Linked DNA regions of Ovis aries: region 2 is linked to region 1. The links are chromatin contacts, called in public Hi-C maps. All regions are on one chromosome and are shown on one strand. Each heading gives the region's core, a stretch centred on a gene start, on an enhancer-like site or on the middle of the called end of the contact. The rest is flanking DNA. Distances are from core to core; before and after follow the strand shown.

What was found. A called contact is a pair of places that touch in the nucleus more often than the background predicts.
Region 2: a contact with region 1 is called in a Hi-C map of blood, with 2.8 times the contacts expected there. The contact joins the enhancer-like site here to the promoter of TAPT1 in region 1. A contact is called at or near these places in 2 of 16 Hi-C or Micro-C datasets (blood and tail adipose tissue).

The regions. Positions count from the first base shown.
Region 1 is chr6:112,249,475-112,255,405 of ARS-UI_Ramb_v3.0, reverse strand. TAPT1 (transmembrane anterior posterior transformation 1) reads left to right here and starts at 2,110. Exons shown (of 14, transcript XM_015096648.4): 1 at 2,110-2,583. The coding sequence starts at 2,115. LOC114115351 (a long non-coding RNA gene) reads right to left here and starts at 1,420. Exons shown (of 3, transcript XR_003589722.3): 1 at 1-1,420.
Region 2 is chr6:112,303,940-112,309,870 of ARS-UI_Ramb_v3.0, reverse strand. No RefSeq gene overlaps it. Among named protein-coding and RNA genes, the nearest start is that of TAPT1, 54 kb to the right of the region's middle. Within about 2 kb of position 2,985, at least 8 of the 54 cell types and tissues checked have an H3K27ac peak or open chromatin away from gene starts, as enhancers often do.

The sequences.
Region 1 (5,931 bases), core at 861-3,360:
GAATACAAGCCCCTTGCATTGGAAGCACAGAATGTAACCTCTGGACCACCATAGAAGTCCCTCAAAAATGCTTTTTATCATGTTCCACTTCAAGATGGGTTTGTTTGAAATGGTGCAATTTCACAAAACATCAGAGAAAATAATGCAGTGCCAAAAAAGTTATCAGAGTTTCAGCTTTCCCGTTTCTGGTTAGGTCGTCTGCTGAAACACCTTCACACCTGGCCTGGACACAGGACTCCCTCCCTTTGCTGACTATTTTAAAGGACAAAGATGGCCTTTAGAACACTCTGTCTTCTTCAGGCCCTTACAGAACAAGAGAGAAATCCATTCCTACAACCGCTGCCTTAGGAAACAGGCCTTACAATTCCTTCCCTTCCAGCTCCTGTGGAGTTAAAAGCAGGGCCCATCAGCCAGCAAACGTGGTGAGACAGGAATTGGGAACTGACAGCCACAAGCAGTAAACGCTTCCTTCCTCCTGGACAATAGAACAGGATGGTTTTACTCTATCGAAGATCAGAGAAAAACAGAATTCGAGCCTTAAGGAATCTCAGAGGCCGCAGTTTTCAGTACCTTTTGATTTTCAAAATAATTCTAAAGATTTGATCAGAGCACTTGTTTCTGACTGATTTAACTCAGTTTTGACAGATGTAACCAAAACAAGAGAATTTCGTGGTCACAGGGATGTTTAGAAATGTAAACTCCCCAACGGTTCCGTTTTCTGAAGGATAAGGATGTTTCAAAGACATCAGTTCCTCCTTTCACTGGCGCCCGAGGGCCAGTTCCCATCTACCGGGCCTCCCTGGTCCAGCTGGGTCCCTCGTCCCCTACCCCTCAATCTGCTCTTAAATCTGTGAGGCGGCTGTCCTCTCTGCATGGAGCCCAGAACAGCCCACTCTGAGTTCGCAACCAGGTGGGTACCCGCTGGCGACAACAGAACCCTCAAGGTCTCTGATGAACCACCACGAGGTCGATTCTTACTCTGTTCACACCCACTTGTATCTATCAGGGCTTCCCCTGGTTGTTCAGACGGTAAAGCGTGTGGCCGTAATGTGGGATTCCCTGGTTCCATCCCTGGGTTGGGAAGATTCCCCTGGAGAAAGAATAGCAACCCACTCCAGTCTTCTGGCCTGAATCCCATGGACAGAGGAGCCTGGTGGGCTACAGTAGTCCGTGGGGTCAGAGTCGGACACGTCTGAAGTGACTTCACTTTTCTAGCTCTCCAGTTGAGGTCTAGGGAACTTCCAGACAACTTAACCTTAAGCGAAGGATTCCAGTTTTCCTTAATCAAAAGGGAACCCCCAGAGGCACAGGTTTTAGTTGGCAGACAAGAACCTGACCGGCCACAAATCCCCCACCCCCTTAAACGGAGCGACCGGCCCCTTCCCGGAGTCTGGAGCATCCTGACTCCCAGCGGCGGCGGACACCGCGCTCGGTGCGGAGTCACACGCCCGAGCTGCCCAGGGCGGTCACCCCAAGTGAAGAGGGGGCGCCCCGGGTGATGAGCGAGGGCGGCCGAGAGCCGTATCCTAACCCTAACGCCGACAAGCGGCCTTAGGAGGTCCGCGGGCGCGGAAAAAAAAAACAAACAAACAAACAAAAAAACGTAGAAAGCACCCGGCTCCTCGGGCGGAGTCCCCGGACCCGTGCCCTCCCCGCTCCGCACCCCCACCTGTTGGGCAGCATCTCCGGGGCACCTTCTGGCCCAAGTGCTTTGGAAACTGTCAACAACAACAACAACAAAACCCCAGAAGCCCGGGATGCTGACGGGCGAGCCAAACAATGCAGAAGAGCGGGAGCCCGAGGAGCCGACCCGCGGGGCCGGCGATCATCTGGAGGCCGGCCCGCAGCGCCGCGGCCGCGCCAGCGGTGCCAAGACCGGGCGGGCGGCGGCGCCGGCGCACTCCGGGCACCGAGCCTGCAAAAGGGGCCCCGGGCGAGCGGCCGGCCACCTCGCAGACGGCGGGCAGCGGGCGCAGCAGCAGCGGCCGCCGCCCCGGGGCTCCTCGGCCGACCCTCCGGCCGCCGCCGCCGCCGCCGCGCTCGGCTTGCTCCCGCCGGGGCCCCGACCCGAGCCCCGGAGGCGCTCGCTCTCCGCGGCCGCGCGGCCCGGCGGCATGGAGCCCGGCGCGGCGCGGGAAGGCAGCGCGCGTCACGGCGATGGCAGGAAGAAGATGGCGGCGGCCGTGGCGGCGGCGGCGGCGGCCGCCTCCTCTCACGCGCCGCTGACGCCAATGGCGCGCGCCGGCCGGCGGGCCGCGGATGGCGGCGGCGGCGGCGGCGGCGGCCCGGGCTCCGCTGAGGGGCGGGGCGAGGCGGGAAGGGGGCCGGCCGGAGGCGGAGGCCGGGCCGGCGCCTGGAGGGAGGCGGTGGGGACGGTTTGCTGTGCGCGGAACATGGCGGGCGTCGGCGACGCGGCCGCCCCGAGAGAAGGCGGCGCGGACGGCGCCGAGCGGGACGGCCGCGCTGAGGCGGAGCAGCTGGGCGGCGGCGGCGGTCACGGGCCCCCGCCGGCGCCTCAGCACACGGAGACGCTGGGCTTCTACGAGAGCGACCGGCGGCGGGAGCGGCGCCGCAGCCGCGCAGGTGAGAAGGGCGGGCGGGGAGGCGGGCGGCGCTAGGCCGCGGCCGCGGCGGCGGAGGGCGGCGAGAGGCGCCGCGCGGGACTCCGGCCGCGAGCTCCGGGGGCGGCTGGGCTTGGATGGGCGCGCGCGGAGCCGGCGCGGCTCCCGAGGCGCCGCGGCCGCTGACAGGCTCCTCGGGCGGGGCCGCCGGCAGCGCCGAGGCCGCCGGGCGATCAAACGCCCGCCCGGCCAGGTGCGTCCGAGAGACCGAGAGGGGCAGCGGCCGGGGGCGTGCGTCCCCGCTCCCTTTTCCTGCTGCTTCTGAAAGGTCTTTCTTTAAAACAAACAAACAAACGAAACAGAGCGTCTGGGGTCTCCTCCCGCCTGGATAACGTGGGCGAGCATCTCAGCCCCCACCCCCGGCTCGAGCTCAAAACTGAGCAGCGCGAGGCTGGATTTCATTATCTGTGTGTCAAGGTGACTTCTGTTGTGTTTCCAGCGAACTTGAGTCATCCGAACCTGTTAACTTGTTCTCTAAATAATGTGTTCTTCTGCCGCAGATAACGCGGTGGTAATGGCAGTGAAGTTTCAGCCCTTCTGCCCAGGGTATAAATATTTAGCGCTCCTGCACATGTTACCTGTGAACTTTTCCTAAACCGAAACTTAAGCCGCTTTTAAAAAGAAAAGAAAGGAAAAGGCGTCTCTTGTGAATCCTCCTTTCAGTGCCCGGTTTTTAAGCCTGTTGTTTTAGTATTGTTTCTTTCAGCTGTAGGATGTTATTCTTGTGTTCAGAAAGTTTTAAAAAGTTGCCTTTGTATTCATACTGCAGTTCTGTCTGAGGCTCGAAAGAAGGGAAGACATTGAGGTGTATCATTGAATGTAGAGTGACCATAGCATTTTAATTCTGGGCGTAATTCTGAGTTTTGAAGATCAGTGGAGCCATAACTCCCTTTGAATTTCTTCCAACTACAAATTGTTTCAGCTCCACAGTAGGAGCTGCATTGGTCGTTATTTCCTGCAGTTCGTGCCAATAAATGTTTAAGTCATAAGGCTTACTGTATCATTGGCTGTGCTTGTGTATGGAAGACTTGGAAGTCCTTTAGTGCTACCTTGGTCTGATCAAGTGAGATCGTGATTGATTTGCTAATTTTCAGAACTAGATATAGGTTAGCTTTTGTAGAGATCTTTATCTTTGAAAAATTAAGTTGTCTGGTTAAGTTGCCAATTTAAACTTTTGCTTGGGAGAGTGTTTACTTTCTGAATTGGTCAGATCTGAGTAAGACAGGATTAAATCTCTCAGCTGTCTGTTTACTTACTTGGACTTGAAAATTAAAAGCACTCTGGTGCAAAGAGAGAGCAATGTGGCCAGGTTTCACTGTAATTTTTTGAAATATTTATGAGTTTCAGGAAATTCAGCATTATAAATGTTGCTTGCACGCACAAAAAATGAAGTTGTCAGGAGCCTTTTGATGAGCACAGTTGCTGGGACCCTTAGCCCCGTTTCTGTGGCCCTGCCCACCATCCCTCTGGATACCTGTAACCGTGAACTTCCACAGACTTCATGCCGCCCATGCATTCTTCATCATGGGTTACTGAGGGTGGTTTACTTAACATGTTTGAAGCTGGACTTTCAACTCAGAGTTGCGGAAAGTCGTTATCAGGGACACACTTGCAGCTCTGGTTGTTTGGGTAGTTAAGTGTTTCCCCAGTTCCAGCCGTTCAGTGGAGGTGAGATACGTGTGGCAGCTCTTGAGGATCAGGACTTAGGTGAGGGTCCCAGGAGGTCTCAGCTGGAGTCACCAGCCAGCGTTGTTCTGTCTTGGCCTCCACGTGGGCCCCTTGTCCTCTCTCCCGGGTGTCTGTCCCTCTCTGCTAGGCACACAGCTCTCGCCACTGCCAAAACCCACTCCCTAACTTTGAAGCTGCTCTGGTCAAACTCTCCTCACTGGAGATTTGAAGTCTTGCAGTCATTCTGAAAGGCCCTGGGCTGCTCAAGTGCCTAGCACCTTCACCCTGACCCTCCAGCATTGCTCCCTTCCGCTGCTCAGCATCCTTTCCTTCCTCTCCTGTCCAGAATTTAGAAAATTCTTCCCTAGGGGCTGCCCTGGGCCAGAGGGCCTTGGAGTGGCACCACCTAGGGTCCTGTGAGCAGCATTTCGTCCTGAGTCAGATGTCTCCCAAGACTGGATGCTTGCACTAAAGGTGTTACTTTGTCCATTCTTTATATTCTGGCGCTGCCTCTGCTACTCTGGTCTTCCCTCCTTTCCTGCCAATTCAGGGCAACCTTTGTCTTGCCTTTTGAAAGTCGGAATTTTAGTGTCTTTGTGGCCTGAAGCATCAGTTAGTTCCAAAGTCCCCTCTATCATTTCTCCCAAGGAATGTAGGACTTTTATAAATTAGAAGTTTGTTGGCCTGTCCTAACCATCCGAGATCCTGTAAATGAACTTACAGATTAGGTGATTAGCCAGACCCTCTCAGTCCAAGTAAAATAATTCAGAACATAGTGTTTGAAGTCCCTAGTTTTATTTTGTACTTGTCTGTGTTTATGTGTGTGTGCCTAGAAGGTATATGTACGTTGGTTGGTATATATACAGCTACATCAAGGGTAACGTTTGTTTTTCTCCCTTAAACTCTTGTAATCATTTCATTCACTGAACTCCCTCTGAGTCGTGAGTAGCCTGGTGGTGGGCTGAGACTTTTCTCAGGTGCTGGTACTTAAATCCTAACATGGTTAGAAATGGCTAGTTCACTCCTCACTCCCAATTTTGTTCTCTTTCTCATGACGGCCGCTGTGTATTTATTCCACCATTGCCTCATATGGTCCTCTGTCTTGAACTCTGGTGGATATATTTATTAGTCATCACGAACTGCAGATTCATCTCTTCTTTTTTTCTTCTTAAAAAATATGTATTAATGTGTACACTTAAGAATAGTTAATGGTAACATTTATGTATATTTTACTGCAATAAAAATAAATTTAAAAATTAAAACAAAATATGACCAACATCTGTTGTCGTTTTTGCTATAGGACCAGATAATAAGTACACATTGCTGGGGCTTCCCTAGTGATCCAGTGGTTTCAGGACTCCACGCCTTCACTGCCAAAGGCATGGGTTTGATCCCTGAACAGGGAACCAAGATCCTGCCAGCCAGGAGGTTCCCACCCGCCTCACCACCACTCCCCCACCCCGCCACCCCACCAAAAAAAAGTACATGTTGCTATGTTTCCCTGCTTATTCCCCACCTCACTGCTCTGCAGAAGTTCTAAGTGGTAGAGTTTCTGTATAATCCTGTTCCTATTTAGGAATCTAGGTCCAGCAAGTCAACTTTGGACTAAGCGTTGGGCAATCCGTTCTTGGCTTATTTTGGT
Region 2 (5,931 bases), core at 1,736-4,235, 54 kb before region 1:
CAGGCTAGGTGAAGAAGAGTTTGCTGATAAACACTTCGTCCTTGGCTGCAGACCACCCTAGTGCTCCAGAGCTGAGGTTCCCTCTCCTGACCAGGGTCCTCCTGCCCCTCTGATGGAGTGGCATCTCCTCCCCAGCCCAGCTTAGCCCCAGCAAGCTCTCTTATCAGGACAAGGAGCACGTCCTGGTGTCCCGATGGCCATCAAGACACTTCAGCCTCATCCCAGCATTACTGTAAAGACGCTCTGAGACCAGAGAAAGCCACCGGGCCCATGTAGGTGATGCTTCTTCTCTAAAGAGAGAAAAGTACATGTTTTTAAAGTCTGAGGTCATTTCTAGCAGAGGCGATGCCATGAATCTATGAATGATTGCAATAGGTGACCTGCTTGTCACATATTGGAAACTTCAGATATAAAGTCCTCTGCTGAGAAATTAAAGCCCCAGAACTGGACACAAGATGGGCGGGAGACTGGGAATGGTGGGGGGATGCAGGAACATAAGAATTTACTTACTAGGGTGCAGTCTGGTGCAGCAGGAACACTTTGCTTTAAAGAAACATTCAAAAGAATGATGACCTGTTTTCCCAGGAAATTTCTCCATTTTTGTGAACCTCCACATCTCTAAAAAATGAAACACAACAATTTTGAAAACAAAGCAAGCTATATGTAAGGCTAAAACATTGCAAAGATACAATATGCCTTTGAATTTTTTTCAAGCTTTTGCTTTTTTTTTTCTATTGGGGTATAACTGATTAACAATGAGGGAGTGTCAGGTAAACAGCCAAGGGACACAGCAATACATACACATGTATCCATTCTCCCCCGAAATCCCCTCCCATCCAGGCTGCCACATAACACTGAGCAGAGTTCCCTGTGCTATGCAGTAGGTCCTTGTTCATTAACTATTTTAAATATAGCAATGGGTGCATGACCTTCCCAGCCTCCCTAACTATCCCATCCCCCTGGAAACCGTAAGTTCATTCTCTAAGCCTGTGAGTCTCTTTCTGTTTTCTAAGTGAGTTCGTTTGCATCATTCCACCTACTCCACTTAGATTCCACCTTAAATTTCACTTAGGTTCCACGTTAAATTCCACTTAGATTCCACCTATGAGGGATGTCATATGATATTTTTCCTTCTCTGACTTACTTCACTCAGTATGACACTCTATATCCATCCATGTTGCTGCAAATAACCTGCTTTTGAATTTTATTTTAGACCTCCAAGAATCTAACAAAGTAACTGCTGCTGCTGCTGCTAAGTCGCTTCAGTCGTGTCCGACTCTGTGCGACCCTATAGACTGCAGCCCACCAGGCTCCTCCGACCCTGGGATTCTCCAGGCAAGAACACTGGAGTGGGTTGCCATTTCCTTCTCCAGTTCTTTTTCAAAAAAACTAAAAGCATTCATATTATATAGACCCTTCATTTTCTAGGGAATCTAGCCTATACCAATACTTTCACTCTAAGTATGAAAGTGAAAGTCTCCCAGTCAAATCCAGCTCTGCGACACCATGGCCTGTAGTCCGCCAGACTCCTCTGTCCATGGGATTCTCCAGGCAAGAATACTGGAATGGGTAGACAGTCCCTTCTCCAGGGGACCTTCCTATCTCAGGGATTGATCCCCAGTCTCCAAGAATACTGGAGTGGGTTGCTATGCCCTCCTCCAGGGGATCTTCCCAACTAAGGATCAAACCCACGTCTTTTATGTCTCTTGCATTGCTAGGCAGGCTCTTTACCACAAGCACCACTATATAATATGGGAGAATCACAATACTCACCAAAATTCAGATACAAAAAGCACAAAATTTGAACTCACCTGCACAGCCCTTCTGCTATTTCACTAGGTGGCAGCATGGAATAACAAATAATGATATCACACAGAAGTAAGAAATGAAACTGTGAAAAGCTACTCTAAGAACAATGTCAGCTTCTCAAAGATTTCTGAAACAACAGAAAGAACTTCAGTGCTTTTTCAGCTTAACTTGAAATTGGATTTATTAGAGGCATTATTGGAGTCCACACATTCACACATTCCATTTCAGGTAAAAATTCTTGAGACTGAAGTATGATGGAGAAAAAGGGTGGATTCTATGAGGTATCTTTTCTTCATTAATATTTAACCAAAGGAAATAACAATTCACCGCTAAGCAAAGAATCCGCCTGCAATACAGGAATCCTGGGTTCAGTCTCTGGGTTGGGAAGATATCCTGGAGACGTGAAAGACTACCCACTCCAGTATTCTGGCCTAGAGAATTCCATGGAGTATACAGTCCACGGGGTCACAAAGAGTCGGACACAACTGAGAGACTTTCACTTTCACTTTCTAAGCAAAGAGAGCTGTTGATAGATACCAACACCAGTTATAACGAAATTTTCTCAAAGTCAGATCTTGGATTTTACTTGGCAATGAATGACCTACAAATGAAAATTGGAATTTTAACTCTAAGAAAACATACCCGCACAAATTAGAAATTTAAGACTGTTGGTAGCAGACTGTCATTCCAGAGTCAGGGCATGAAGGCGGTTCCTTGACTTCATGTGTGTGTCTCTGTGTGTGTGTAGAATTTCCATGTTAAAAGTCAAGCTGTTTCATACAAAAATCCAGATTCTTGGCTTCTCTAGAGCCCACAGATCTGCAAACACTGAATCCATATTTTCTCTTTTTTATTTTTTAATTGCAGTATAATCGCTTTGTTTCTGCTGTACCACAACGTGAATCAGCTATAAGTATACTTATATCCCCTCCATACTTTCACATGCAGCAGAAGGCTGGCACCAAGTGGCAGCCACCCCCTTTAACCAACTAGGAGCCCTCCAGAATCTTCCATCTGCTCTGACCCTGGTGTCTGCTTCCTAGCTGTGTTAGTTTTCTATTGTTTTGTAACAATGACCACACAAACTTAGAGGCTTAGAACAGCACTCATGGGGCAGCTGACACCTCTGTGGTCAAAAGCCCTGTGGTCAGAAGCCCAGGAACAGCATGACTGCGTTTCCTGCTCACAGTCTTATGAAGCTACCGTCTGTGTGCCAGCCAGCCTGCTTTCTCATCCCCTCCCAGACCACGTGGTGCAGGCAGGGACTGAGTCCTGTGTGGTCGTATGCCTGTACTCCCACTTGTCTCTTGGTTCTGAGCAGGAACAGTCTCAAGTCCGGCTGGCCGCCAGCATTCCTTACCGCGTGGCCTGCATATTCAAAGGCAGCAAGGGAGCACCCCACTCATGCTCCAGCTCTCCCTCCAGAAGGAGCTCAGTCCCCTTTGAGGCCTCACCTGAATAGGGCTGGCCCATCCAAGTTCCTCTCCTATCCTTAAAGCCAAGCTTTGTGACACAAGCTACTCCTGGGGGTGACGTCACATCACAGTGACAGTCCCATGGCTTTTGCAGGCCATGCACACAAACACGAGGCGGGACTCTCAGAATCCTGTCTGCCACACTTGGCTAAATAAGTTTATCATTCATTATCAAACTTGCACTGGAGTTTTTGTTGTTGTTCGTTTCTTAGAATCGTGTTCACACCGAGCTATTTCCATGACACATTTCCAGCAAAAATTGAGAAGATGAAAAAGTGAAGTCCATATAGTTTGAGAACAACAAGACAAATGTTCGTACATGTTTCATATCAAAATGACACGGACTTTTTTTAGACTCGGGCCCCATGACTCATCTTTGCTGCCCACCTGGGAGTTTCAGTCTGTGGCCCCTGGCTTAAACCGTACTCAACATCTGTCTCCACTGAAGACATTTGAAGAACCTCTCCAACACCTCTCATATGACGTCTGGCTCCCCGATTCCACTGCCTCTCTGCTCTTGAGTTTAGGAGCTTCAATCTTCAGGGTTCCCCGAGATAAGAGACTGTGCATTTTTTCTAGTGCATCTCAAATTCTCTGTGATGAAGAAACTTCCTTCCCCAACCCATCACACATAGCTCATGACTCAATGGACATGAGTTAGCAAATTCCAGGGGATAGTGAAGGATAAAGAAGCCTGGTGTGCTGCACTCCATGTGGTCAAAAGGAGCTGGACACAGCTACTTAGCGACTAAAAAACAACAACCCATCGCAGACTGATTTTTTTTTAAAAAGTACTATAGAAATAAAATGAGTTCACTGATGATGTTCTCAGATATTGGAGCAATGTAAAAAGTTGCTATGAAAAACTGTGAAAGTTAGCTGCTCAGTCACATCTGACTCTTTGTGACCCCATGTATTGTAGCCAGCCAGGCTCCTCTGTCCATGGAATGCTTCAGGTAAGAATATTGGAGTGGGTAGCCATTCCCTTCTCCAAGGGATCTTACCAACCCAGGGATCAAACCTGGGTCTCCTGCATTGCAGGCAGATTCTTTAGTCTGTGCCACCAAGGAAGCAAAAAAAAAAAAAAAAAAAATTGCTATAAAAGTTTCCAAATTTTACCTTGTTAGAGACTGTTAGCAGATTACTCACACAGAGTTACTACTCTTGTTACCATAAGAAGCTAATAATGACCATTCATTAAGCATGTTTTCAGTGTACATGGAATTACATACCAGTGCAGTTCAGTCGCTCAGTCATGTCCGACTCTTTGTGACCCCATGAATCGCAGCACGCCAGGCCTCCCTGTCCATCACCAACTCCCGGAGTTCACTCAGACTCACGACCATTGAGTCAGTGATGTCATCCAGCCATCTCATCCTCTGTTGTCCCCTTCTCCTCCTGCCCCCAATCCCTCCCAGCATCACAGTCTTTTCCAATGAGTCAACTCTTCGCATGAGGTGGCCAAAGTACTGCAGTTTCAGCTTTAGCATCATTCCTTCCAAAGAACACCCAGGACTGATCTCCTTTAGAATGGACTGGTTGGATCTCCTTGCAGTCCAAGGGACTCTCAAGAGTCTTCTCCAACACCACAGTTCAAAAGCATCAATTCTTTGTCACTCAGCCTTCTTCACAGTCCAACTCTCACATCCATATATGACTACTGGAAAAACCATAGCTTTGACTAGATGGACCTTTGTTGGCAAAGTAATGTCTCTACTTTTGAATATGCTATCTAGGTTGGTCATAGCTTTCCTTCCAAGGAGTAAGCGTCTTTTAATTTCATGGCTGCAGTCACCATCTGCAGTGATTTTGGAGCCCAAAAAATAAAGTCTGACACTGTTTCCACTGTTTCCCCATCTATTTCCCATGAAGTGATGGGACCAGATGCCATGATCTTCGTTTTCTGAATGTTGAGCTTTAAGCCAACTTTTTCATTCTCCACTTTCACTTTCATCAAGAGGCTTTTGAGTTCCTCTTCACTTTCTGCCATAAGGGTGGTGTCATCTGCATATCTGAGGTTATTGATATTTCTCCCAGCAATCTTGATTCCAGCTTGTGCTTCTTCCAGTCCAGCGTTTCTCATGATGTACTCTGCACAGAAGTTAAATAAGCAGGGTGACAATATACAGCCTTGATGTACTCCTTTTCCTATTTGGAACCAGTCTGTTGTTCCATGTCCAGTTCTAACTGTTGCTTCCTGACCTGCATATAGGTTTCTCAAGAGGCAGGTCAGGTGGTCTGTATTCCCATCTTTTTCAGAATTTTCCACATTTTATTGTGATCCACACAGTCAAAGGCTTTGGCATAGTCAATAAAGCAGAAATTTATTTTTTTCTGGAACTCTCTTGCTTTTTCAATGATCCAGAGGATGTTGGCAATTTGATCTCTGGTTCCTCTGCCTTTTCTAAAACCAGCTTAAACACCTGGAAGTTCGCAGTTCACATATTGCTGAAGCCTGGCTTGGAGAATCAAATTACACATAGTGCGACAGTTGTGATAGCTAGATTTTCTGATGGAATTTTTGTGCCAATTATTGAGTTGGTCAAAAAAAATTTATTCAGGTTTTTCTGCAATGTAACTGAAAACCCAAATGAACTTTTTGGCCGACTCAGCATTTTTCTAGTTCTTTTATCTCCTCTAGTCCTCA